Linked DNA regions of Mus musculus: regions 1, 3, 4 and 5 are each linked to region 2. A link is a contact called in public HiCAR-type, capture Hi-C and promoter capture Hi-C data. All regions are on one chromosome and are shown on one strand. Each heading gives the region's core, a stretch centred on a gene start, on an enhancer-like site or on the middle of the called end of the contact. The rest is flanking DNA. Distances are from core to core; before and after follow the strand shown. Region 1 holds the start of Sertad1 (SERTA domain containing 1). Region 2 holds the start of Ccdc97 (coiled-coil domain containing 97). Region 3 holds the start of Cadm4 (cell adhesion molecule 4). Region 4 holds the start of Zfp607b (zinc finger protein 607B). Region 5 holds the start of Kcnn4 (potassium intermediate/small conductance calcium-activated channel, subfamily N, member 4).

Region 1 (3,476 bases), core at 290-2,789, 1.8 Mb before region 2:
AGGTGTGTTCCATTCCTTGATTACAAATACAGCCATCTTACACAGTTCAATACAGAGTATCTGCTATGCATGGAACTCTATGGTCAAATGTACAGAAAGTGGTAGGAAGATGCCATCCTGGGAGGTAGTCAAGGCAGGTTTTTCTAAGAAAGATAAGTACATTGAAGCTGAGTCCTGCTGTTTGCACTGTAGGCTATGGAGAAGCAGGGCCAGGCTTTCCTGAAAGAGCCAAAGGAAGACAGAGAGAGGTAAACCTGAACTGGGGAGTTTAAAAAAAAAAAAAAAAAGAAGGCCACCACACACTAGGAGCAGGCGCAGAGAGTGTGACACAGTAGGAGTCCCGGTGGGGGTGGGGAGCAAGCAGGAGGAGGCGCGGGCAGGAATAGGAGGCTTGGATTTTCAGAGTGTCAGGACAGAGTCATGGAGGGTAGGGTCTAGGCAGGAAGATGAATGGTGACGTTAGTTGGCAAGGTCTCTAGAGGATCCCCGGTAGCTGCTGCCTGGGGAAAGATCGGTGGCGGGGCAGCATCATGTGTGTGTGTGTGTGTGTGTGTGTGTGTGTGTGTGTGTGTGTGTGTAGGTTTGGAGATAGAAGTGGGCCTGAACTGCCTGCCTTCCGACTGCTGTACTCACTGGGATGCTGGCCGCTTGGGTTTAAAGCCTAAGCTGTTAGTAGTCACTCAAGGAAGTAAGGGTCCCGAACTTATTGAGGAAAGAGAGAGACAAGGGAAACCCTGAAGGGCCGCGGGAGTAAGTCATTGACAGAAGTTTGAAAATCGGTACTTTCTTCCAAGAGGACTAGAGTTTGAAGCCCCTAGCCTAATCTAACGGGGGCATAAAGGCCGCAGGGTCTCAGTCCCGGGGACGCTGCCTAGACCTAGCAAGACACTAAAAATCCAGTCTTTGCCCTTTTCGCTGAAGACCCGGGAGCCGGGAACCGCAGGAATTCAGCCCCCACCCCGACTCCGCCCCCCCGAGTCCCGGCGCCCCCTAGCGGTACTCCAACCTGGGCTCCCCCGGGGACTCCGGCCCCAGTGACCCCGGGATCCTTTAGATTCCCCAGGGTACCGCCTGTCCCTCCCGGGCCACAGCGAGCCGCGACCCCCGCGGGCCGCTCAGTGAGCCCGGCCTTCCCTCGCTTCCGGAAGGCAGCGGAGGCGGCTCCTCCCGGAGCGGCGGCGGCGGGGGCGGGTGAGTCACGCAGCCGGAGCCAGGGAGCCGGCGCCTCCGCCCCCTTCTCGGGCTCCGACGTGATTCACCCAGCCCGGCCCGGGCGGGCGACACATACAGGCCCTGGGCGCTCGATCCCGGTCAGCCCCGGCCACCATCTACCTAGCTGAGGTATCGAACACCCTAAAGAACCCGGCCCCCCGTACCCCCGTCTTTCCCCACCAGGCCCCTTCATTTACATACACAGATCACTCGCGGCCAATCAGAACGAAGAGGGAGCCACACGCAGCCAATCAGGAAGCGGCTGCCGTAGCATCGCTAGCTTGTTCTGCTCCAGCAACCGACACCTGGGACGGTAGGCGCAGTTCTGACTCCGGCGCACGACTCCAGACACTCGACTATCCCTAGTTCCCGCCCACTCGCGTGGCAGCCCCGCCCTGCAGCTCAGGGATCGGCTCTCGTTGGTGGTGGTGGGCGGAGCCTGAGCGGGGCCGTTCCAGAAGGAGGGGGGAGGTTGTCCCTAAAGCGCATGCCCAGGAGGACTGCCTGAGCGAAGGGACAGCTCTGGTAGCGATTTCCCTTGTGGGGCGATGACAGGTAGGGGTTTTGTACTTTAAAAAGTACAGGCCTGTCACTTCATGTGTTATTTTAGAAAACTGTATGACTTCTGGAAGAGGACCTACTTCTTGAGAGTTACAAAATTAACAGTTTTCTCAGTAGGGCTTAGGATACTGGACTCAATACAGTGAGACAACTGGATTCTACTATGATTAAAGACGGGAGTAAGGGGGGGACGGAACGACACCAGAGTCACGTCCTGGGCATCAGTTCCGGAGGAGCTGTGTGACTTTGGGCAGCAGTTTAAGTCCCTGAAAATAATTTCCTGCGGGGCGTGGTTGTTCACACCCATAACCCCAGTATGGGAAAACTAAAGTATGGGGGATTGCTTTGAGTTTGCAGCCGGACTACTTAGTGGATTTGAATCCAGCCTGGACCTCAGAGTGAGATCCTGTCTTAAAACAAAACAAAACAAAACAAAACAAACTAGCAAAAAAAACCGACGAACTTTTTTTTTTTTTTTTTTTTTTTTTTGCGACAGTTTCACTAACTTGCCCAAGTTAGCCTGGGAAACAGAGCAACCAACCCTCCTCAGCCTGTCAGTGACTGGAACCAGAGACTTATGCCACACCTAATATTCTTTTTTTTTTTTTTTTTGGTTGTTTGGTTAGTTGGGTTTTAGTTTAGTTTTTGTGTATGTTTTTGTTTGTCTCTTTGTCTTGGTTTTGGGTTTTCGTTTATTTTGAGACAGGGTTTTTCTGGGCAACAGCCATGATTGTCCTGTAACTCAATCTATAGACCAGGCGGCCTCTAACTCAGAGATTCACTAACCTCTGCCTCCTGAGAGCTGGGGTTAAAGGCCTGCGCTCCACACCTGGCCTTCAGCTATTCTTAAAATATGTTTGGAAAGGTACAGTTTAGTGAAAGAGTGCTTGCCTCACATTTCAGCATGTTAAACACCTGCACTTGGTTACAGCACTGAAAAATAAAATAAAGTAAAATAGCCTGATGATTTACTAAGAGTAGAACATTAAGGGCTGGAGAGGTGGCTCAGTGGCTAAGAGTACTTGTTGCTCTTGCAGAGGACCAGGCTCGGCTCCTGGTTCAGGTTCAGTTCAGCACCCACATGGCAGCTCATGACTGCCTATAACTGTAGTTTTAGAAGATCCAACACCCTATTCTGACTTTCTCAGTCACTCGATACACGTACTACATAAACAGCCAAACAAGCACAAACACAAATCCAAACAGTAGAATGCTGGGCTGAGGAGGTGGCTCAGTGGGTAAAGACACTGGTGCTGCTAAGTGACAAGCTGAGTTCTGTCTCCAGGGCTACAGAGAAACCATGTGTGGAGAAACAAACAAACAAACAGTCAATCAACAAAGAGCTAGTCTGTGAAGCTGGAGAGGTGGTTAAACTGTTAAGACTACTGTCTGGTCTTCCAGAAGACATGGGTTTGATTCCTAGCACCTACATAGGAGTCCCAACAATATAATTCCAGATGCCCTATTCTGGCTTTTGTGGGTTCCAGGCACATATGTGGTACATAGGCAGACATGTAGGTAAAACACCTATGTATACAAAGTAAGATAAATCTTCATGTGGTTGCTGGGATTTGAACTCTGGACCTTCGGAAGAGCAGTCGGGTGCTCTCACCCACTGAGCCATCTCACCAGCCCCCTAAGATAAATCTTTTAGAAGATCTATTATGTAACCAATAAAGGTTCAAGCACTATCTTCTATTTAA
Region 2 (3,217 bases), core at 475-2,974:
AGCATTTAGAGAGACCCTGAAGTAATAGGCAGGGCTTTCTGGAAAAGAGGAAAATGCAGGGTGAGCTGTGGGGTGGGACTCTAGCCCACTGTCCTTTCTAGCTTCATTTCTCCTGTGCAAGCTGTGTTTTTCACATCTGATGCAGTGTGTGGGCAGCTCGCCCAGCTCCCTTGTAGAAACTAGGGAGCCTTTGAAGAGCCACAACCTATCAAAAGAAGCTGGGGGTTGTGACAAGAGCCTGTATCCAAAGGTATGCATACCACTTACAGTGCCCCAGGACCTAGGTGCAACATGGCTAGACACCAGGAGGGAGTAGATGCAAGGCTGAGGGGGGACCATGTCGGTGCCTAAAAGATACTTGTCACTGGGCTGTGGTGGCACGCTCCTTTAATCCCAGCACTTGGGAGGCAGAGGCAGGTGGATTTCTGAGTTCCAGGACAGCCAGGGCTATACAGAGAATCCCTGTCTGGGGGAGGGGGGAAGGGGAGGAGAGACACTTGTCAAGTTGCTCTAGGAGAAGGTAAGGAGGGGTCCTTGTCCCTAGCCTGGGAAATGCTGCTCTTGGCATATGTGTGTTGGGCAGCATCGCCCTCTGCTGGCCATTCCTGGTGATGCAGCTGGGTTTTTACCAGGCCATTCCCCAAATGTCGGGAATGCTTACCAAGTTCTAACTCTTCCAAACCTGTTTCAAGATTAATGCACCACCTTCCTCGTTGTGATCTCCAGTTCCTTTCCTTGGTTCCCTACCCCAAACCTTATGGGTTCCAAACACCTCATAGGGCTACGAAGCCCTTTATGATCTGACACTGACACGTGGCCTCCATTTTTTTTTTTGAGTCTGGGTTCTCTGGCTGCCCTGGAACTCGCTCTGTAGACCTGGCTGGCCTCGAACTCAGAAATCTGCCTGTCTCTGCCTCCCAAGTGCTAGGATTAAAGGTGTGCACCACCACTGCCCAGCTTCCAATAATCTTTTATTTTTTGCTTTCTTGAGAAAAACTTGCCATGTAACCCTGGCCGGCCTTATTCAAGACAAGATTTCGTCAAACCCTCAGTGATATCCCTGCCTCTGTCTCCTGAGTGCTGTATGCTCTGCATAGTAAACAGTTAACAGCACCCAGAAGTACCTTTGTCAGCAAAACTGCCTGAAGTACTTCCTAACTCCTGCCCATGCCTTTCAGGTCTCATCTGGGGGCTTTATCCCTGCCAGAAAGTCTCTGACCCTGCCTGTGGTGAGCAGGTCCTTCCCTTTTACACAGCGAATTCCTCATATCTGCAGGTTTCCTTCTTGTTTGGAAACACAAAGGTTCTCCCCCCAATTTAATCTCATGCCAGCCCTACAGGCTGGATGTGATGATAGAAGGAAGTCAAATCTACAGAGAGCACAAAGTTGGATGAGATGGTTCGGCGGTTAAAGATGCTTGCTGCCAACCTTGACTGAATTTTATCCACACTCCCATAAGTTGTCTTCTGACCGCATAAGTATTTTTAAGAGGACTCGAGGGTCTATGCGATAGGGCCAATACAACCACTCCAAATATTAACACACGAGGACCTCAAGTTAGAGTAGCGATCAAATGACACACGGTCCCCGCTGACTTTCCCATTTGATAGGTTTAAGATCCATCAGCGGGGCTACGCATGCGCATAAGAGAAGGCCCGCCTTTGACCCGGAACTTTGATGCTTGGGTGCCGCATAAAGACGCTTGCGTAACCGGAAGTACCTGCGGGTACCTAGGGTCCAGCCTGGCTTCCGGAGCCCGCTGTGGCGGTTACTGTGTTGAAGAGACCTGTTATGGAGGCGGTGGCAGCTGCAGAGGTGACGGAGAGGAAGCCGGATAATGGTGAGACGTTTGCCAGGCTCAGGTGACCGGAGGGTGCTCTTGCGGTGTGACCAGGAAATGGTTCCGGCAAGCGCTGAGGACTCTAGGAAGTCTGACCGCCGCTTACTGGCACTTTCAACACTTGGTCCACCTTGTGGGTCTGGTTATTCGGCCTTGTAGCAGGTTGACGTTTCCCTTCTTCTTTGAAATGAACCCCTTTCCATGTCCTAGGCTAACCCACTTTTTTTTTTACCATGCCAACGCTTCAAGCAAATAACAACTCTCCTGCAGATTCTTCCAGTCTCAGACCAACCTTTCTCAAGTTAACATCATTTCTGTGCCAACCTGAGTTTCTCCGTATCCCAAGCTAGCTCTCCTCTTGTCCCATGAAAGCTCACATCAAACCAACAGCCCCCATTGCATTCTAACCCTTCCTGACCCCAACGTCTGCCTCTTTAGGTCCTAAAGTTCTCATTCCGCCCCTTTAGGTCCTTTCTCCCTCGCACCTTCAATGCCTTTTACTTTGCTACTGACTTCCTACAAGTATTGGCTTGGGGGGGCGGGGGCGGGGGCTTTTGTTTTGTTTTGTTTTGGGGTTTTGTTCACAGCCTTTTATTATTGCCAAGGTCAGCCTCCAAATTGCTGTCCTCCAATCCCAGGTCCCAAGGTACTGAGTTTACAGCCCTGTGCCACCACGCCTGTCTTTAATGTTTCATAGTAGTCTGATGTGCGATGACAACTTGGAACTGGGAGTTACTGAAGCTGAATAGCAGATTATGAATGTAGAGGCAGAGGTGTGTTCTAGTGTGTGTTTCAATCTTTGATAATCTCCAATTGTGGTGATTTATATCTGTAACCCCAGCACTTGGGAGACTGAGGCAGGAGATTACCCTTAAGTTTGAAGACATCCTAAACTACATAGTGAGTTCCAGACTACAAAGTCAAACCCTGTACTATGAGGCCCTGCTTCAAAGTATATATATTAACATTTTCTGTAACAAAATTGTATGTATCTTTTAAACTTTCTGGTGCTGGGCCTCAAGCCTTACAAATGCCAATCACATTTGCTACCATGAAGCCATAAAAGAGAATCTGGGGCAAGATGTGGTGAAATGGGCCTATAGTCAGGAGCCTAGAAGGTTCAAAGCCAGGGATTAAGGCCGTAGCTTATTAGTGGGATGTTTGCATAGCATGCCTGAGGCCCTGGGTTCAATCCCCAGCACCATCTAAACTGTGTGTGGTAGAGCAGGCCTGTCCTCCTAGCACTGCCAAGACACTGCTCATAATTTTCTTACCCATCACCTACTACAGCGTGCTCTCCACCCTGAACTTGTTCCAGTCAGGTAGGATCCCCAGGGACGTCCATTCATGGCTATTCAATCTACTTGATTAGAGTT
Region 3 (3,521 bases), core at 730-3,229, 1.2 Mb after region 2:
AGGCTAGCCTTGAACTCATTCTGTAGTAATCCTGGCAGGCAAGTCTCACGAGCCTCCCTCCTGCCTCAGCCTCCAGAGCAGAGCAGCTGGGATTACAGGCCGCCATGTCCAACAAAACTCTAGAAATGTAAAGGTGTTAAGGTTCTAAAGACTTCCCGTATCTAACATCATCGGGGTGTCAACGTTTGAAGTAGCCTCGGGCTCTATGTTTACTGGACTCACTGATCGCAGGATCCCAAGAGCCTGGTTTTAATGCATAAGAAGAAAGAAAGAAAAAAACAGATGGAAATGTACCCAGAGTCCCAAGCTCACACCTGGGAAATTGGGGCATGCTCGTCGCAAAGGAGGGTCTGATGAAAGTTAGGAAGCAACTACAGAAGTCTGCAGAAGAAAGGCAGAACTTCTAAGGTCGGCTTTGCCCCCAGCCTTGTCCTCAGCGGCAACCCTTGCTTGGGGTGGCAGGTGTGGCAGCACTCAACTTAGAAGCTCCCTCACATTGTCAGACATGGATCCGGTTCAACACTCTCACTGGATAGAACTGGAGCCAGGAAAGAGGGCTGGGCCACCTGGTCCCAATTCTCAACTCCCTATAGGAGACCTCAGCCCTGCCTTTGCTCACCAGCAGCCTCCCCATGATGGATTCCTGGGCAAAGTAACTTGACCCACCGCAGGGGAGTGTCCCATGGTGGATATAAGAAACACAGGGTTCTAAGTGTGAGCATTCAGGTGACATTTCCTGACCTTGTCCCCAGCCTCAGGGTCACCGTGTCTTGGGTGGGGGCTGGGGGGTCCTCCAGATTCCCATAGTGAGTGAGAAAGACATGTGGATGTCCTGGAGGGGGCTCTTCTGTGAAGTGTGGCTTGGATGTGTGAACGGGTGGGAGGGTTTGGGGGAGACATTTGTGGAATCCACGTGTGTGCTCACATGCCAATGTTCCCTATATGCCACTTCACACATCTATACTGTCACTGCCCTGCCTGACACCACTCTTCTCCAGGAGCGAGGAGGGATACAGAGATGGGAAAAGGAGGATGGAGGATGCATGGAGAGAGGAAGCAGATTTGGGGGAGAGGGAGACAGTGGGGTAGAGAGGAGAAAGGAGGCAGCTAGGCAACAGAGGCTGCTAGAGAAATGGGAGAATGATAGGGGACAGAGAAGGGAAGAGATACAGGATGTCAAGGAGACGGGGAGAGAGATGGTGAATGGGGACATAGAGGGACGACAGCAGCACAGGAGGCGGCAGAGTGAATAGAGGATGGGGGGCAGGCAGAGTGACCCAGGAAAAAGGGACAGAGGTGGGGGACAAAGGCGGCGTGGAGAAACGGGAAGGGGGAAACAAGGAGAAAGGAGGACAGAGGGAAGGAAGGACAGGACTTGAAGACTGAGGGACAGAGGACAAGGGCTGGGGGAAAATGAGAGAGAGAGAGAGAGAGAGAGAGAGAGAGAGAGATCTAAAGACTAGGACCGAAGGACAGTGGGACCGGCCTGGAGAAGGAGGGCTTGGGGACATAGGGGGAGGGAGGGTCTCGGGCCCTTTGTCCCCGCGGGATCGGGGCCTGTGCGGGGTGGGGGGGCTGCGGCACGGCGGCCGGGGCCCGCGTCCCCCCTCCCCTGCCCGCGGCTCTGGGCTCCTGGCCCGCGCTGCGCTTTGTCCCGGGGACGAGGGTCTCCCGCAGCCCCCCCCCCCCACGCAGCGCATTGTTCCGGCCTCTGCAGGCCCCCAGGCGACCCAGCTGTCACAGCGACGAGACCCCCTCCCCAACCCGACCGCAATACGCACACCTCCCTCGTCACCCCGATCCAGCCCACCGACCCGGCCCCCACCTCCGTCACCCTACCTGGCCCCGCCGCGGCCGCCCACAGCAGCAGCAGCGGCCACTGGAAGCGCCGGGCCCGGCCCATGGTGCCGCCGCCGCCGCCGCCACCGCCGCCGCCACCGCCGCCGCCGCTCGCTCCCGGCCCGGCACCTGCACCTCCCGCGCCGTCGACCCCGCCCCCGAGTCCAGTCCCGCCCTCTGCTCCGCCCACTGCGCGCCTTGGTGGGCGTGGCGTCAGCTAAGGGGCGGGGACCGGACGGGGACAGAGGGGCCCAGACAATGCGGGGAGAGGGAGGACGGGAGCGCGGAAGGGCGCGCACGGGGGTGGGAGAGCAGGACAGCATGCGGACCCGGGCGCGAGGGCAGGGCGTGAGCGTGACGGCGTCGTGGGAGCCAGTGGGGGAGGACTTGGGAGAGCGGAAGGTCGTGAGGGTCGTGTGAAGGTGCAAAGGTGTGCGTGCGTGTGCGCGCAGGCGTAGCCTGGACTAGCGGAGCTCCCTAGAGGACGCTGCACGGGAGACACGGGGAAGATGCGCAGGAGATGCACCGGAGTGTGCGCGGAAGATGCACGAGAGATGCGTGGGAGAGGCGCGGGAGATGCACGGGGGAATGTATAGAAGACACACGGGAGATGCGGGGAAGATGCACGGGGGTTGTGCAGAAGCTGCTTGGGAAACCCATAGGGGGTGCGTGGGAGATGCTTGGGAGATGCGCGAGAGGGCGATGCTCGGAAGCGCGCGAAGGTGCGGGGTGCTGGCGTGTGCTGTGAGTGTGAGCTTTGGGGGAGAGGAGTGTGATGATGCCACAGTGAATGTGGGCAGGGAAAGACTGAGAGGCTGGGCAGCAGCGGGTGGCTGAGCAGGTATGGACTTCTTTGGGCAGGGCATAGAATAGTGTCCGCTCCCTCCCTCTAGTCCTGACCATGACTCGCCAAGTTTCAGTCTTCTTTCCCTGGGAGGGGCCTCCAGAAAGCTAACCAGACTGGAAGGAAGTCTTAACCCTAGGCCCTGGGGAGAGCGAAGCCCCTGCCTGGGGCAATCTTCCAGGTATGGCATCCAGACGCTGTACTCTTTCCCACACTGTCCAGTCAAGTCTGTCTGTGTGACTCTGCCTTTCAGGTTCTGTTCCTCATCCTGGGGGGCTGACTCATCCCTCCAAACTTTGCTCTCTTTTTTCTTCTTGGGTGTGGGTTCCCCTGAACCCACCCCTGTGGCCACCTGAAGGCCTGGAGCAGGCTTATGACTCATAGGACCAAGAAGAGGAAGAAAGTGAGGTGCTGGTGGCCTCTGCCTCTCACAGGACTCAGGGACAGCAGGTAAACTGGGTCAACATATGCCCATTCTGAAAAGCTCGGCTTTTTATTTTCTCTCCATCACTTCTAAACTGTTGTATATCCAGGTCAACCAAGGGTCATCATCACATGACACACTTCCTGTCCAGTGCCTAGCTCCCAGCATCCTCTCTGTCTTTAGTCCCAAATTCATCAACTCTTATGTCAGGACCAAAACTCCTAGCATCTTGTTTCAAGGACCAAGGCTCCCAGCAGCCTCTCTGTTCTCTACCGTAGCTCCATATCCACCCACAGCTGTGAGCAGCTGCATTTCTTCCCAATTCTCGGCTCACCACGTAGATTAGGGGACGGAGTACAAAGCCGCTCATCTCTGTGATGCGAGCGAGGTGAGAGACTGTTTCGGGAATACTTG
Region 4 (3,283 bases), core at 645-3,144, 2.0 Mb before region 2:
AGGTCTGGTGGGCACAACCCTCAAGAACAAAAGATAGAAATACATCTTGTTAAAATTAGTATCTAGTATCAGAAAGAAAATATAACGTGGAGCACATGGAGGAAAACTCACACTACTGGAAGGAATGTAAATTCATACAGTCACTGTAAACAGTGAACTCCCACCTGATCCATCCATCCATCCCACTATGGAGTGGAAACCAAAAAAAGGAAATAACATCAGCATCAGCAAGAGACATTTACACTCCCACCGCTCTTCCAGCATCATTTCCATAGCAGTGATACGCGACCTCACCAGCAGACGAATGGACCAAGCACATGGAGGATGGGGCTCACGCACAGTGAATCATTTACTACAAAATGGATGCACACATGCAATACGCTAAAGAGGAAGGCAAGCACGGGGGATGGTGATGGCTCAGGGGTTGAGAGCCACTATGGCTTTTCCAGAGGACCGAGTTCAGTCTCCTGACAGCTACAGTGCCTGGAACTCAAGCTGCAGGGAAGCCTATAGCTCTGGTTTCCAGAGGCACCTGTGGTCATGGACACATAACCCAACATACATAACTTTGAAGACAAATACTTCATCTTTAAACAAAAGACAGACCCCCATGGTCTCAGTCATGTAGAATCTGAAGCTGTTTTCTCCTAGGAACAGTAAGATGCCGGTTACTGGGGTTTGAGTGGCGGAGGCTGGATGTGCAGCATCGGGGTCGAGAGTGGGAGGTAGATCTATACCATAAGCGAGAGAGTTGGGAGATGTGTCATGAAACATGGTGACTGGGATTAATAGTTTGTAAAGTCTTAGAGAGTAGATGGCAAGTGTACTCGTGACAAAAATATAAGTTAGATGAAGTCCTTCAGTGCTATCACTTTCCCACTCCCGAAATCCTCACAAGCGAACAGACCATCTATCGACTGCATTCTTTTCCTGTCTTGTGATGCCATGGAAATAGAAATCAGATGTAGAACAGCAGCGTTTGAAAGCCCTAATGCTAACCTCTGTAGGTCCCTATGGAAAACAGCTTGGGAAAAAGATGGGATTGTCGACAGAAGACATCAAGGGTCACTGAAATGATAATGTGAATACTAGCTGGAACGGGAGGGGACACTAAGGACAATAGTGCAGTTGTAAATTTGCATGCTCCTGCTTCATTTCCTAACAATTCTATATTCTAAAACTAAAACCTCAGTTCTCAAACCGAAAAGAGCACTCACTCTTGAATCTTAGATGGGTAGCGATAATATTTTCATTATTCTCCAGCCTCCCTCTTGAATAATGGCCTAAGCAGGGAACCCGAGTATACATGAGATCGCAGACTACATTTGAGAGCATCCTCAGTGAGAACTTTCCTTCTCTTCCCTCGATATTCAGATTCGGCAGAGCTCTGAGACAGTCACGGAGCTCAACAAGTACCCTCCCTCCTAGACGACACCCCCGTCCTTAAATTATAGCCCTAAGCTCAAGTCTGAGCCTCGGGGAAAGCTTCCCTTCAGACCCCGCACCTGACCTCCCCTTACTGAAGCTTGGTCCTCTGCTTTAGTCCCTGTGTCCCTGAGAGAAAGCAGGAGCAGACAGCGACAAGCAAAGAGACACAGATTATGCAGAGAGCTCAAGGTGTGTATACAGTTAGACACTGACAGACACACACGCACATACACACACGTACACACACCACAGTTCCTACACGCCCACACATCAACACCCATTCGCCACACCCACACCCGCCTGCGGTCTCCCGCCTTACTCTGTGGAGGCCAACCAGTGACTTCTGATTCCCACCTGACCATCCGGGGTAGCTCCGCCTGCACACCAGAAGTTATCTACTTCCGACCCTATGCTGCCTGGGAAATGTAGTCCCCTTGTCCCAAACTACAAGAAATATAATGCTTCATAGTTCTGGGATATCCCAGCATGCAACCTGGGCCAGCCCATCTGGCAGCTGCGCCCTGTGCTTTGTGGGAGTTCCCAGGGATGGTGCCCTTCTCTCTCTCTCTCTCTCTCTCTCTCTCTCTCTCTCTCTCTCTCTCTCTCTCTCTCTCTCTCTCTCTCTCTCTCTCTCTCTCTCTGTGTGTGTGTGTACTTCCGGGTTCTGTGAGTAACTGGGTTTCACCCCTGTGGAGAAGACAGGTGAGCCTAAGTTTTAAACGCAGGCTAGGAAGTAAAATTGGATCGAGATGTAATTGAATACGCTTTGCCTGAGACCCACTGCAGGGTTCCACCTCGCTGTGCTCTGGTGGGACTTTGTCAGTGTTCTGGGTTTTTCTGAACGATCAAAGAAAGAGGGACACTGCAGAATGAATTTAGGCTTCCCAGAAGCAGAGGGATCCATTCTGGTGAGCTGAACTAAACGGCTAACAGCTTCGCAGGAGGGCTTTTGTGATTGTTACACAAAGGACCTTTTAGCAAGTCAATTCCCGCATACCCAAATCTCATATCAGATCTCAACGAACCATAAGGTAAGTAAACAGAATCATAAAAATTCCAAGTTAAAAAAAAAAGAAGAAGAATTCCAGGTTTGCCGGGAAGACAGCTTATGGGAGTCTGAACTTTTCTTCACAGCAACCAGAAGCCACAGTATACACCAGCTTCAAACACCTTGTTCCCAGCCCCCATTTGCCTAAGATGGCATATCAAATCTTCAGTATGCGCCTGTCCTGCTGAGGAAGTTGTTGAACATGTCCCGTTACACAGCGGCATTGTGGCTGTCCCTTAGTCTGCTCAGGACACCCGATGAAGAACCCTCTTTAGCGCTCAGATTTCACATCCTCGGTTGGACCAATAGGCCATCTACAGAGCCAGATCTATGGGGAAACCGTGCATCTGAAACCCACTATACAGACAGTGCTGTGGCCACAAAGGCACCGGCTGCTGCAGTCGGGAGCTCACGGAAGTCTCCATCCCACTAAGCCCACGGGAGCACCTGAGTTTGAGATGAACTGTGGTCAGAATGGTTTTGTGCCCCGTGGAAAGGTTATCCTTGGGGTTTTCAAATGGTCATTTCTCTGCCCTCACCTCTTGTTTCTATCTGAAAATGACATTGTAATACTTAGATTTTTTAAAAAAAACTCTCGTGTTTCAAGTTCTATAAACAAAATCTTACCATTTGTTCTCTGCCCTGACAATAAATGCAGATTGCCCAAAGGCTGGGCAGAGAGAAAACAGGGCAGCACGTCTCCCAGCCAGGGGGAGGAATGAGAGAGGGAGTTTCAGATCACCAGGAGGAGGAGAGGGTCTGAAAAGATGCCATGAGAAAAAAACATCTGAATCCCAAAGAACCAGA
Region 5 (3,315 bases), core at 610-3,109, 1.3 Mb after region 2:
GACCTGCCTGTACTCCCTGGTCTTCCAGAGGTCGATTGATAGCTCTCTTGTGTGTGTTCTCTCCGTCCCCCACCTTGTTTGGATTTATTTCAGTTTTTGAGATAAGGTCTGTGTAGCCCAGGCTAGCCTCCAACTCAGTATGTAGCTTAGGCTGGGCTTAACCTTCTGATTCTCTTGCCTGCCGCCCCCCCCCAGCCTCCCTCCCCTGACTTCTCTAGTGCTTGGATCCATTGCCTGGTGAGATTTTTTGAGGCTCTTCCTGCAGACTCTTGAGCCTGAACCCCAAGTCTCCTCTTCCACAGGGATGAAGGATTTCAAACCACAGTAGACCACTATCTGGTGAGTGGTGCCTTCTGGGGGTAATGGCACTTCTGTATGGTAAGGGTGGGGTGAAGGCTCCACTCCCCACAGTCTCCTCTGTCAGTTACTTCAGAGCACTGCCTGGTGGCACTGGGTAAATGGCAGTGGCTAGATAAGGAGCAAGGAGACGCCTAATGACAACGTCTTTCTCCCTTGCCAGCCCTCCCTTCACCAGAGCTAGGCTATCAAGGATCAGCCTTGTATGGGCCTCAACAAGGCCCAGACCCCCAGTGGTCTGTCTGATAACACTTACCCAAAGGCTAACACTGAGAACTGTCTCCCATGTGTGCGTACGTGTGTGTGCGTGTGTGTGTGTGTGTGTGTGTGTGTGTGTGTGTGTGTGTAGGTTGGGGGGAGCTGGGGGGAGGACGATATCACACTAGCTCAGGTTTCAGGGGTACAGACCCCCCATCTACCTCCATCACATCCAGGGGTCCAGACCCAGCCTTCTTCTCTTAGACCTTAAGAAGTGTAAGACCTCAGTTCTCCTCCCTTAGACCCAGGAGTCCAGACCAGCTCTCTTCTCCCACACCCAGGGGTGCAGACCCCAACCTTTCTCCCTCACACCCCAGCTCTCCTCTCTTCTTCACACCCCGGGGTGGAAGATGCCAGCCTTCCTCCCTCATGCCCAGGAGTATAAGATCTCCTAGCTTTGCTCTCTAACACTCAGGGGTGTAAGACCCCAGTCCCCTTCCCTCACACTCAGGGGTGCAGACTCCAGCTCTCTTCCCTCAGATCCAGGGGATCAGACCCCAGCCCTCCTCCCTCAGACCCAGGGGTCCAGACCCTAGCCCTCCTCCCTCAGACCCAGGGGATCAGACCCCAGCCCTCCTCCCTCAGACCCAGGGGTCCAGACCCCAGCCCTCCTCCCTCACACCCAGGGGTGCAGACCCCAGCCCTCCTCCCTCACACCCAGGGGTGCAGACCCCAGCTCTCTTCCCTCAGACCCAGGGGTGCAGACCCCAGCCCTCTTCCCTCAGACCCAGGGGTGCAGACCCCAGCCCTCCTCCCTCACACCCAGGGGTGCAGACCCCAGCTCTCTTCCCTCAGACCCAGGGGTGCAGACCCCAGCCCTCCTCCCTCAGACCCAGGGGTGCAGACCCCAGCCCTCCTCCCTCACACCAGGCTCCCCGTCCCTTCCCTGCTCGGTGGAAGGCCCCACTCACCTTGCAGCCCAGGAACCACAACATCTCAGCGTGCAGAACCATGAGTCCGATGCCAGTTCCCGCCAGCACCAACGCCCAGCCGGCCACCCTCTTCTCCTGCTCCAGCAGGCGCTTTCTCCGTCTCAGGGCCCCCAGGCCAGTCACCAGCTCCCCGCCCATGGCCCCTGAGGTCTTGGGGCTCAGCCAGCTTCCTGCCCAGGGTCCCCCACCTCTCAGTACGCAAATGGCAGCCAGCTTGGCTTCCAGGCCAGCGGCCTGTTCTGCTCACTCTGGGACTTTTGCTGGAAGGCACAGCCTAGCCCTGTGCCCTCTGGGGAGTGGTAACTGCAGCAGGCAGGGCAGGGCGGGGAGGGACGGGGAGGTCCCTGGGTAGGGGGAGGCTGGCTATCCCATTCCCTTCTAAGACTAAGGAGGGGCTGGGGTGTGTCTTGTGGTCCCGGGCAAGGAAGAAGAGTTCATCCACGTGGGCAAAGACACACTGACACAATAGGTTGTGACTCTCCAACCGTTTGCACTCTGTGGTACACACCTAAAACCCCCACCACACCCAGACACCACAGAGCACCCTATGACAGACCGGAGACGGAGCCCAACACACCAGCACACACCACACAACCTCCACAGAAGTGACTCACACTCCTGAAAGTTCAGAAACCCACAGCCACACCCAGACACCACACACACACATGGTGTGACACACGCCAGCACTTAGCAGGGCAGCAGCGTCCCATTGCACACGGGGCCACCCAAAGGTTGAGCTCACGCAGTCACACATTCAAAGTGGGGCGGGGGAGGGGCTGGAAAGTCAGGCACAGCGAGTGAAAGTGAGCGCTCCTCTCCAGAGGAGTATAACTTCCGTTTCTAGCACCTACTTGCTGGGTGGGTGGCTTGAAACCACCTGTAACTTCAACTCCAGGAGATGACGCCCTTTTCCTGGTTTTTGGGAGCCCCTGACACATGTGGCTGATATTCACATACATGCATGCGCATAAAAAAAAATAAATCTTAAATGATAATTTTTAAGTGGGACCAGGGATGGAGTGCAGCTGTTAGTGGGCTCCTTTGAATCACAGACTCTCTGAGGTAGATCCCAGCATGGCATAAAGTGGGCAATGGTGCATGCCTGACTCTTGGTACTAGGAAACTGGGGCCAGGAGGATCAGCAGGTCTCAATCATTGTCAACTATGAGTTCAAGGTCTGCCTGGGCCACATGAGACCCTGTTTCCAAAACCAAAACCAAGTAAAACACTATAATATTCTACGATACAAAGAGCTAAGCATCAACGACCACACGGGACATGTACCAGGAGCCACACAAATACACAGCAGGTCTGAGCACACCAATTTGTAAGAATCACCAGGCACAACACACATGCGTCAACAGACACACAAGGGGGTGTGAATGTGAAACACAGAGAGATGCCCCATATGTGTAAACACCTGTGGTGGCAGACACTGTCATCCAGCGCCCAGAAAACAGGAAATGCACACTAGCTCACATCATTGTGTGTGGGACTCACACACACACACACACACACACACACCTGACATTGATCCTGACATACACTGGTGCACTTGACACTCTGCATACCTTAGCACAGAGAACAGTCAATGGAAGTGTGCAAGCAACGCCTACCCAGCGTTGGACATTCTAGGACATTCTAGCCACACAGGACACAGTCCAGGATGATATGAACCCTTTGGAGGGGATGGGGTTGGATTCGGACCCACAAGAACACCAACGTCCAGATTAGCACACCATCAATCCAACATCACGCACAATACACA

Evidence for each region. Promoter capture Hi-C pulls out the DNA fragments that hold promoters and counts their contacts. HiCAR-type assays count read pairs that join an accessible place to other places. Capture Hi-C pulls out chosen DNA fragments and counts their contacts.
Region 1: a promoter capture Hi-C map of embryonic stem cells shows a contact between it and region 2, with 4 times the contacts expected there. The contact joins the promoter of Sertad1 here to the promoter of Ccdc97 in region 2. A contact is called at or near these places in 3 of 39 promoter capture datasets (cranial neural crest, embryonic stem cells and frontonasal cranial neural crest) and 1 of 115 datasets of contacts at active chromatin or transcription factors (pancreatic cancer cells).
Region 3: a contact with region 2 is called in a HiCAR-type map of astrocytes, with 2.9 times the contacts expected there. The contact joins the promoter of Cadm4 here to the promoter of Ccdc97 in region 2. A contact is called at or near these places in 3 of 39 promoter capture datasets (the C10 cell line, cranial neural crest and hippocampal neurons) and 1 of 115 datasets of contacts at active chromatin or transcription factors (astrocytes).
Region 4: a promoter capture Hi-C map of embryonic stem cells shows a contact between it and region 2, with 2.5 times the contacts expected there. The contact joins the promoter of Zfp607b here to the promoter of Ccdc97 in region 2. A contact is called at or near these places in 1 of 39 promoter capture datasets (embryonic stem cells) and 2 of 115 datasets of contacts at active chromatin or transcription factors (embryonic forebrain and microglia).
Region 5: a capture Hi-C map of macrophages shows a contact between it and region 2, with 5 times the contacts expected there. The contact joins the promoter of Kcnn4 here to the promoter of Ccdc97 in region 2. A contact is called at or near these places in 1 of 115 datasets of contacts at active chromatin or transcription factors (pancreatic cancer cells) and 1 of 9 other capture datasets (macrophages).

Annotation. Positions count from the first base shown.
Region 1 is chr7:27,485,016-27,488,491 of GRCm38.p6, reverse strand. It overlaps Sertad1 (SERTA domain containing 1), which reads right to left and starts at 1,539. Exons shown (of 2, transcript NM_018820.4): 1 at 1,414-1,539. Gm38972 (a long non-coding RNA gene) reads left to right here and starts at 1,532. Exons shown (of 5, transcript XR_881906.2): 1 at 1,532-1,767.
Region 2 is chr7:25,717,542-25,720,758 of GRCm38.p6, reverse strand. Ccdc97 (coiled-coil domain containing 97) reads left to right here and starts at 1,724. Exons shown (of 5, transcript NM_028771.3): 1 at 1,724-1,841. The coding sequence starts at 1,793.
Region 3 is chr7:24,480,481-24,484,001 of GRCm38.p6, reverse strand. Cadm4 (cell adhesion molecule 4) reads right to left here and starts at 1,979. Exons shown (of 9, transcript NM_153112.3): 1 at 1,840-1,979. The coding sequence starts at 1,903.
Region 4 is chr7:27,687,951-27,691,233 of GRCm38.p6, reverse strand. It overlaps Zfp607b (zinc finger protein 607B), which reads right to left and starts at 1,894. Exons shown (of 6, transcript NM_001112731.1): 1 at 1,748-1,894; 2 at 1-19.
Region 5 is chr7:24,368,807-24,372,121 of GRCm38.p6, reverse strand. It overlaps Kcnn4 (potassium intermediate/small conductance calcium-activated channel, subfamily N, member 4), which reads right to left and starts at 1,859. Exons shown (of 9, transcript NM_008433.4): 1 at 1,527-1,859. The coding sequence starts at 1,685.